Linked DNA regions of Anas platyrhynchos: region 1 is linked to region 2. A link is a contact called in public Hi-C data. All regions are on one chromosome and are shown on one strand. The core of a region is the stretch at or near the end of the contact, and the rest is flanking DNA. Distances in the headings are between cores, read along the strand shown.

Region 1 (4,884 bases), core at 2,289-4,788, 110 kb after region 2:
CATATAGGAAACTCCCAAATATTGTTTCCTGTGCAGCAATACAAGAGAAATAATGTACTTGAACATTAAGGCTATCCTAAATGGATTCAATTTTTCAAAAATTATATGATTGCATTTCTTATCTGTTATACCTGTATTTGCTTACCTAGTATTTTATTAAAATGACAAGTATTGACATGAAACTTTGTCTATAAATATGTCAGTAAATTTATAGACAAAGATGCAGTATCTGTGTATATAAAGATCTTCAGAGCTTTAAATATAACATTTACATGCAGACTTCCAAGTGCTCTGTCAATCTGATCAGTTAAATTGTCATCTTGGCAGTAGATGAGCCAATTCTGAAAATTTCACTCCATACTATGTACAAGAGAAGAGCTTCTGTATTCCAGAAATAGTTGAACTTGTACTTCCTAACATTAAGGTTGTCTCTGATTGTTTTGGGAGGACCATCCCCCTGCAGCTGCTGTCAAAAAGACTTTCTTTTCAGCTGATTCAAACAACAGTTCTTTTCCAGCATCTTTATCCTGAGCAAGTTCCAGCCCAATCAATCAAAGTCCTTCACATGAACAAGTTTCAGTCCACATTTTTGCTTATTTATTAGCAGAGAAATTGTCAGAGTACAACAGAACATTAGCTATTTCATGGGGAAACAGATAAGAATGAGAAACTTACGGCTGATGCATTATTTTGAATCGGCTCAGCTCATAATCCGATAAATTCTGAAAAGAGAAAAAACACGTTTTGTATTTTAAATAAAGTTATAATTAATTGAGATCACTCCATAAGGTGAATTACATGACACTTTTAAAAGTGAACTGAGCAAAGACCTAAAAATAGTTTTCAGTTTTGAAGTTACATGATTGTCTTATCTTGGTTAATGTTTAACTTTTTATTACTCACTCCTTGTAACGTTTCTGGAAAACAGGTAGCACACACTGTATTGTTAAACTGGAATTTAACCAGGCATGTGGCAGATTAAATTATGCTGGTTAATGAATCATTCAAAAAGTGATAAGCAAGCCACTTTATATAGTCTCTTTCCAGCTCCACTACAGAGTTTCTTTTGGGGCTGTTACTGAGATCAGCAGATTAGCACAGCGGTTGCTGGCTGGAAGATTACTTTTAACAATGGTTGGGAGACTATGAAGTCACCCACCTTTTGGTCTGCTCTTGTGCTAGGCTTCTGCATGAGTCCTCAACTCACGAAACACTGGGGATGAAAAATAGAAGCATTTTTTGTGTGTCACATACAGTGCTGCATAGAGACCCATTTTAGCGCTGAGCAAACTAACTCAGATACAGGAAACAGTTTGGCCTGCAGCTGAGCTCATGTTGGGCTTTTAATCTAGTCTAGCCAGACCAAAAGTGTAATTGCGTGGTTTCAGTCCAGAAACATTGTGCTAATGCTAAGATGTCTTTCTTGACATAGATTTCAACTGTAAACACATCCTTTTAAATAGATGGAATTATAACCCTCCTACTATACTTTGTGTCAGGAAGAGGAAATCAGTTTTTGATGATGTTGTTTCCTGAGACTCCGTAGGAGCAGCTACAGAGAATGTGAATCCCTTAAAATGATTCTTTGCAGTGACTTCAGTGATACTGAATTCATTGTACATTGATTGATGTTAGCTCAGCTCTGTTTTTCTGGATAATCTCCAGCCATCAGTTCCATTCCAAACTCTTTTGACTTTTCCCTCACCATCACATCAACATGATAGATGAGTTTGTATTGAGCATGTAAAGCAAGACACTGACAACTGTGTTAGACAAGGAGATCAAGAGAACATGTAGGTTCCAATAAAAACACATTTCCTCAGTCTGCATTTAAATTCAGTAAAACCTCTGCATTTTGAGTTCTTTGTTATATTTGTTGTGAAAATACACCATTTCAGACACTAGAGAATCCCCTGCATTGAATACTTAGGCTGTAATTATACCATAACAAAAAACAGCTGCATATCTACATGTAGTATGTATGGTAATTAGCAGATGATCTAGCTGATCTAGAAATCACCACATTCCTGAGGAAATTTAAAGCTATACTGAGCTGACTGATTGACATACAGGCCAACCCGGGCACATTTAGATGTCATCAGCTGAGAATGAGTCATCAAATTGCCTCTGCAAATCAATGACTAGCAATATTAAGTCAATTTCTGCACATATTTTTTCACCTTCTAAATGAGAGGAGGAAATGATATTTTTGTTATTGTAAGGATTAATTCTTGTACACTTCCTTTTCTTTGCAAAATAAAATATTTAAGCTTTTACTTATGTATATTAAGATGCTAGGTAATCAAAAGACAGCTTGTGCAATTCTTTTTGGCCTTCAAAGACAGTGTTCAATGGAATCTGCTTCTTAAGCAGTGCTCTGCTGTAGGTAGTGCTTCCTGCATGGGTATGAGCTCTGTGAATAGGCAGACCAAGAACTTTTTAACTGATAATTGAGTTTGGTGGGTGATGAAACTATAGACCTGAACTTTCCTTTGCTGGTAAATGTTTTATACAGAGAGTTTTAGTTCAATTCAATTTTTTTTTTTTTTTTTCCTGGTGACAACTTTCAGTAAGGGTATTAAATTATGAACTTCCTTCCAGTTTGAGGAAACTGGCATCTATGAGTCCAGCTGAAAGTTGTCTTTTTATTTAGTAAGTTCAATACTTATTTATAACAGAAAATTATACCACTGATTGTAACTGGGAAGTGCTACTGCATTTTAGCCACAAAATTTTGGTCTTAGGAAAGAGTACAAAAATATCTTGCATACTCAACATTCATGAAATTACATGGTAGTTTCTGGAAGAAGGAAACTAATTTTTCTAGTCTTTAACTGTTCATTGCTCCTGTTCTTGCTGGTGATATACATTGTTAGAGCATATGTATACATATGAGCATGAATAGGGTATATTGCAAATTAATACATGTGATAAAGAAGAAGTTAAAGTAGTTACTTTCATGGAGGGATTTGAATTGCAGAATAGACAATAAGGAAATAAAGGGACAATAAAAAAATAAAAAATAGTTTCATGTTGGAGTGCAGTTTAGAAAGCACATACAACTATGTTCTTCTCAAACCAGTTATTGATTTTTTGTTTTCTGTTGGTTCCTTTATTCATCAGACATCAACTTTCTTAGTAGCTTACTTAGCTCAGTAGCTAACAGTAACCAAAACTCTCAGCTTGCAAATCAAGCCAACCAGCTTTGTTCAGCAGATAGTATCGTGGAAACAGAGAAATGCTGCTATGGTGCAAATGTCTGAGGTGTGTCTCTCACTCCTTTACTTGCAGAGGCATGTCTTGGATTTGAGCGTATGCTGTTGTAGCTGCTTGCCAACATAGAAAGTGAGGAAGCAGAAGCCTTGCATCAAAATCAGAGAGGCAAGGCTTCTGTACAATACAGAACTGCCGAGCTGTAAGGAGGTCTTATGCATTTTTGACTGGGAAAGTTTAAGTGGACTTGCGCGTGTGTACTCTGCAGTGTATGCAGAGCAGCCTGACGTGTCTGTGGTGCTCTAGTTCTGTGCATGTGTGTCACAAATGGCCAGCCTGTGTGCATATGGCTGGGTGGGACTGTGCTTTGCAGACTGGGGATGTGTAGGGAATGATAACTGATAGGTGGATAAGGAAGGGACAGACAACATGCAAATGGAGCTTTGTTTGAGGAAGCAGAGTAAATGTGGTTAGAAGGTAAAGCAAATGTGGGTTTCAGACGTGGTGAAACTTTGTAACACACTGGGTAGCATTTGGGAGCTTTTCCGGCCCAAGCATAGAACAGACTAAGGTGCATGTGCTCCCTCTAGTTGGTGGAAATAGTAATACCTTCTGTTCCCTAACGGCTTCAGCCACAAACGTGGCTGTCGAGTCACAGGACCTAATGTGATTTGGCTTCTGCTACTGCTTTGGAGGATTTTTGCCATGCTTTCACAGTTCCCAGCCGAGATTGTGCTAGGAGATGCAGATCTTTTTGAAGCAGGTTGTTGATGTAGATGACTGCGTGATACAGTCTTTCTAGCTGTATTTTGAAGTTCACAGCACATCTCTTTCCCCTTCTTTACTTTTCAGCCCCTTCATGTAGGATGTAGGTAAGCACCTGCATAATATAATTACAGCTGCAGTTTCAAAGAAAGTCTTGAACAATCCAGGAGAGCCCTGAAGGATCAGTAGGAGTCTGAATTTTTGATGTGAATTAGAATGAGAGGATTCCATTGACTTTATGAAAAGAACAAAACCAAAACCCATACCGTGTTGCTAGATAAGCTGTCAATAATCTGGGCAGTAAAGCTGTATGTAAGGTGACAGTCTTGTCATTACCTTCCCATAAGTGAGTTACGTTCTGTAACATTGATAGTTCTGAGCACGGATCGGTTTGGAGAACTTTGCTATGAAATGGGATAATTTCTTTGTGTGTTTGTATTTATACACATCCATAGATTGGAACATGATATGGTATAATGATCTCCTCCTAATTTTCTTGACTGGGGGAGAGGAGTGGGTGGGAAGGGTGTGAGTAAAGGCTCAGATTTATTTGCTATAAAGCTATTTCATGCTGTTATGGCAAAATAAATGCATAATATTTTATAAAGGCTTTGTATTCAGTATGATGAACTTCTTTATGTTAAGACTTGCTCATAGAATTTGTTGAGTAGAACAAGAAGACTGCAAGAAGCCATCATTAGGAGGCTGTTGAACAGCTACATTTTTTTTTTCACTTACGAGAGACAGAAATTTGGAGTACAAATATAAATGATCTGCATTCAGGCAGTCAATGCAAGCCAAAAGCTGAAATGTTGTAGAATTTTAATAAGGCAGGCTAATGATATCCCCTATTAACTGACATAGAAGATCTATAAGTGGCCAGAGGATACCCTACATTTCTTAGTA
Region 2 (4,703 bases), core at 1,684-4,183:
CCAACAGGAGAAACATAATTTCACTGTCCCCATCCCCTTTGTGTGTTTCCCTTGAGGCTACTTCAGTCATGGTGTAAAATTTAATAATAGTAATGTATATTTCACTTAAGACATATTTTAGAGAAAATGAGGGAGCAAGCCAGCAATATATGATCAAAGAAATCTCCATGGATTTGGAATACTCCACAGGTCACGGAGTAGAGAAAGTGGATACATAAATGTAGGGAAAGTTATATGCAGAGCAGACATCTGTTTTCAACTATTTTCAAGTTGGGATTATTGCAACATAAATATTTACAAGTGCATTGAGATTACTTTTACAGTGTCATGGAATAATTGTTTTATTTCACTGCATCATGAGGAGCAAGTAAATGAGCTGAAGAGTAGGGCAAAAGAACACAGTGTTTATCCTGCCCTTCTGTTTTTAGCTTCTTCCTGAAATAGAGCATTAAATAGCATAATTTTAATAATAATAATCAGGATTTTCTTGTGAACACCTAAACTGCTTACTGCACTAAGAGCTTGATATGGAGAGAGAATGTTATTTTGGAAAGTGCAGTGTAACACGGGTTATTTTTCAAGTCGTTTAGGAAAAGTTCTCAGGAGTAAGATTCCAAGGTAATCACTCATGTCTGTCAGGGGCACGCCCTGAAAGCATTGCCTAACTTTGACCTGCTGCCAACTGGCTGGGAAACTGTGGTATTAATAATAATAATAATAAAAAAAAAAAAAAACAAAAAAAAAAAACAAAAAAAAAACAAAAAAATAAAAGGCTGTTTTAACATAATTTAAACATGTCATGAACATATCACCAAAATTTAATTTGAGGGCTCCCCATAATCTAGATTTCTAAATTTGTTGGTAATCACCATAACAGTTCCATTCCCACTGAAATCAGCTGGAGTTTTAAAATTGAGACATTTGTGTTCTTAAGTTGTCAAAATCTGTACAGGTTTTACTAAGTATTTATTACTTTCAGTGCCTCATGCACCAGGAACAGTTCTGGTACTGTTCCTGTTCCCAGCTGTGAGAATAGCTGTAGTTGGAATGAGCAGCTGCCTATCTCCCAGAGCCCACTTATCTGGGATATTAATGATATCACCACCGAGGTGATTGTCCCACTGTCCACATCTCTGGTGAGGCTGAACCTCGAGTACTGTGTTCAGCTTTGGGCCCTTCACTACAAGAAGGACATTGAGCCCCTGAAGCGTGTCCGGAGAAGGGCTACAAAGCTGGTGAAGGCCCTTCAGCACAAGTCCTGTGAGGAGTGGCTGAGGGCACTGGGGCTGTTTAGTCTGGAGAAGAGGAGGCTCAGTAAGAGTAACAGAAGGAGGCAGGTTCACTTCATGGCAACGTTATGTTAGCTGCCATATGCATAAAAAATAAAGACAAAATTTGCTTGCTTCTTGAGGATTTAAGTTCCAACGGTCAGTTTAGAGATGCTGAATAGTAATCTGTGATAGCTAACAGGTCATTTGCCTGTCTGTGTAGGCTCTTGATAATACAAAGTATGCTATTTGAAACTGCTTGCCCCAGTGTAAAGGAACCTTCTATGTACTGTGGCCAAAAACATAATGGGATGGTTGCTGTGAAGAAGCATGTCAGGTTTGCTTATGTGAAAAGTATTTTGAAGTACCTCACTCAAAACAGGGCTACAACTTGCAGAACACTATTTTACTATATTCACTTTTAAAATAAGTGGAAGTGATTAAACATTCCCAAGAAGAAAGTAATCTAAACTCTGAGAATGTAGGGAAGTGCCTTAGGATCATTTTCATGTATGAGTGAATTGGTAAATTTTTGAATCATGTGGTTATTATAACAAACAAACCTTAACTTACATTTATGGACTTTTTGAGTATGCCATTATGATTAATCATTTCAGCTAAAGGGCACTGGAGAATTTTTATTTTTTATGAATTTAGCATGCAGTAGTCATCTGCGATTCTGATATTTTGACTGTGTTGAAATCATATTCTGTGTCTATCTTTCAAACTGTGGAAGCCAGAAATGTTTTACCATTGATGCTTTTTAGAAGCTGTCAGGATTGTTTTGCAGTCTTGTTTGTTTGGGATTCTTCAAAGCAAGCTGAAGAAATGTAAGAATATGTTCATTGGTATTCTAATATCTAATAATAGCCAAAACACCCAGGGCACTTTTTATCTCTAAGCATTTTAAAGATACTCCTTATTGACACATTACCATCTTCAATTCCTAAATAAATTAAACCAAGGCAGAAAGTTGAGGCAGCTGTCTAAGAGTTTAAGATGAGGGAGATGAAGATCAGGGAAATTTTTTTGATGGGAGGGGGTGGGGAAGTGGTGTGTGACTCAGATGCCCACTAAATTAAAAATTGCTGACTCTTAGTCTCAGTGGTTTGGCCTCACACCAGCTAATTTAATGGACTGGCTGAGGATCACTGAATCATGCCTAGTCTGGCAAGAATGCCTGAGCCAACGCTGCCAGCCATGTGAGCAGAGGCCATAGGATGCTTTGGAGCATAATGTCTCAGTTGCTTTAAAGCTCCTAATGGTCATTGGTTTGGGAGACTCCTTTGGAGCTGGGTGAATCCATCATCAGACCTGAGGGTATGGGGCTGCCCTGAAGACTTGTGTCTGCATTCTGGGGAAAGTTCAGGGAGCTGCCACACTGAATCAGGGAAAACTGGCAGGCTAGGTTAAGAGGATTTTTTTTAATACTTAAGCTGTGTGCATAAATATTCTATTTTGCTAACTAATGAATCATGCCTTGGCTTGAGAAGGCTGGTGCTGCTGTAAACCTCAGCTGGCTCCAGAACACTTATCCTGGAAAGTCTCCTGTGATGCCTAGACTTACTGGGATCTAGTGAAGGGCCATGGTGAGAACTTAGTGCCAATGCCAGTGACTCAGGTTTGGAATGATGCAGCCTGTGACTAAGTAGCTCCTCTCCCAGGTAGATTGCCAAAGGCTTGTGAAGCACAGTGCAAGACACTGCTCCCAGGCTTCAGTCAGCTCTGCCTTCTAGGTTTGTATATGTACATTTTTTTCAGTACCAGTCATCAAGGATTGAACTCAGTTTCTGTGAAATGCAATGGTAAAATCCTTTGCAAATCCCCTGGGCACTCTGCTTATTTAAACTGCACAGTTCATCTGGTAACAGTAGCTGACAAGCTGGTGGCTTAGAGCTCCATTGACTGGGCCAGTCTGCTGAGCAGAAGGCATATGTGTATGTGTGTGTGAAATTGGGTATGCACACTGTGAAATGCTGCCAATCAGCAGCAGAGCACTCCAACAAAGAGCTTTTGTTGCCATCTCTTCTCTTGAGGATCTTGTTATGATCAATATGTAATCACCGTGAGAAAGATGCAGAAGATTCAATCCTCCTAGAATTTATATAGTTAATAATAGAGCTGGATATCTTTTTCTGAGTCCAATTAAATTTAAGTTAGATGGTATATCAGTGCACATTGATAAGATTTTTTTTTAAAATTCAGTTAACAGGAGTTATTTAAGTGTTTTTAGTTTTCCCTTCAGTGTCTGAACATGAAAACATGGATGTTGATTGTATGCAGGGATATAAATGTTTGGAGAAAAGAGGAAAAAAAAAAAAAAGAAGAAACTTGTCAACTATGAGCATTCTTAGTGTATTGAAAAATCTTCAGTCTGGGGGTTTCTGGAGCTGGAAACGAGTCAGAGCTGAGTTCTGCTCTTGAGCATATGCTCAGCTGACAGGTATGTTAAACTGCAACAAATTGATGCAGACTGCAACCTGATAATTTATAGTAGGTGAATCTCAGCCTAAGACCTGCTTGGATACATGCCATTGTCTCTGAACTCACACTCCTATTTCAGTATGCCAGCTCGGCAGGGATAGGTAGGAATAGCTTTAGAAACTGAATTACCGTTTTTAACCTCTAGAGGGACCACCAGGACCAGAGATGAAGCCTGCTGTAGGCTGGGCGTTAGCTCAGCCCGTTCCTTTCTCTACATTACCTGCACTGTCAGAAGACAGCACTCTACCCCATCAGTAATGAAATAGTGAGAGAGGAACTGCGGGAAGTGAAATTTAGTCATGAATTACTGCCTGCATCTGCTGGGCTGTGTTCAGGACAGTGAGAAATGCAGTGCCCTGATGTTTCCAGCATCCTGCTCTCATCTTCCTCATTCAGAGAGGAAAATGTAGGCAGAGCATTGTACTCATTTGGGTTATGACTCTTTATCATTGGTAGTTGTGGTTCAAACCACTTTGAACCACTGTACCTCTCCAGCCTGACTTCTGCTGCTGCAGTCAGGGCATGGTGAGCCCTCAGAAATTTGTGGGTTAAGTTGTCTGGACATTCCTGTATCATTTTTATCTCTGTCTCTGCATTAAGTGGTTTCACTGTGAAATTCCTTCTATGATCAGTTAGGGTAGAAAACATAGTGCTTTCACTAAAAATGAGGAATTACTCATTGGCTTCTTGTTCCGTATAAATAAAGGTCAACATGGTCTCCTTGATTCTCTATCTCCAAATTAGTCTGAACTTGCTCTTCAGCATAACTACACTCCTTCAAGCAAGATTCTGCATAGTTTCTCCTACTCATATCCAAACACATCTACACTAAGTTTCTGAATTATCTACTTTAAATAAGAACAGTGAAATGCCTTGGCTACATTTTAAACTTTTTAATCTTAAACCTCCATTTAAGGGGGGAAAAGCTTTAGATATGTAAAATGGGCATAT

What was found. Hi-C and Micro-C count contacts between places; a contact is called where the count stands out from the background.
Region 1: a Hi-C map of F1 follicle shows a contact between it and region 2, with 3 times the contacts expected there. The contact joins two enhancer-like sites. A contact is called at or near these places in 4 of 8 Hi-C or Micro-C datasets (F1 follicle, liver, skeletal muscle and 1 more).

Annotation. Positions count from the first base shown.
Region 1 is chr6:25,573,918-25,578,801 of IASCAAS_PekinDuck_T2T, forward strand. It overlaps BLNK (B cell linker), which reads right to left. Exons shown (of 25, transcript XM_005013625.5): 3 at 676-722. The region is part of intron 1 of DNTT (DNA nucleotidylexotransferase); the gene reads left to right. Among named protein-coding and RNA genes, the nearest start is that of DNTT, 18 kb to the left of the region's middle. Within about 2 kb of position 3,539, at least 2 of the 8 cell types and tissues checked have an H3K27ac peak or open chromatin away from gene starts, as enhancers often do.
Region 2 is chr6:25,468,773-25,473,475 of IASCAAS_PekinDuck_T2T, forward strand. The region is part of intron 2 of ZNF518A (zinc finger protein 518A); the gene reads left to right. Among named protein-coding and RNA genes, the nearest start is that of CCNJ, 11 kb to the left of the region's middle. Within about 2 kb of position 2,934, at least 2 of the 8 cell types and tissues checked have an H3K27ac peak or open chromatin away from gene starts, as enhancers often do.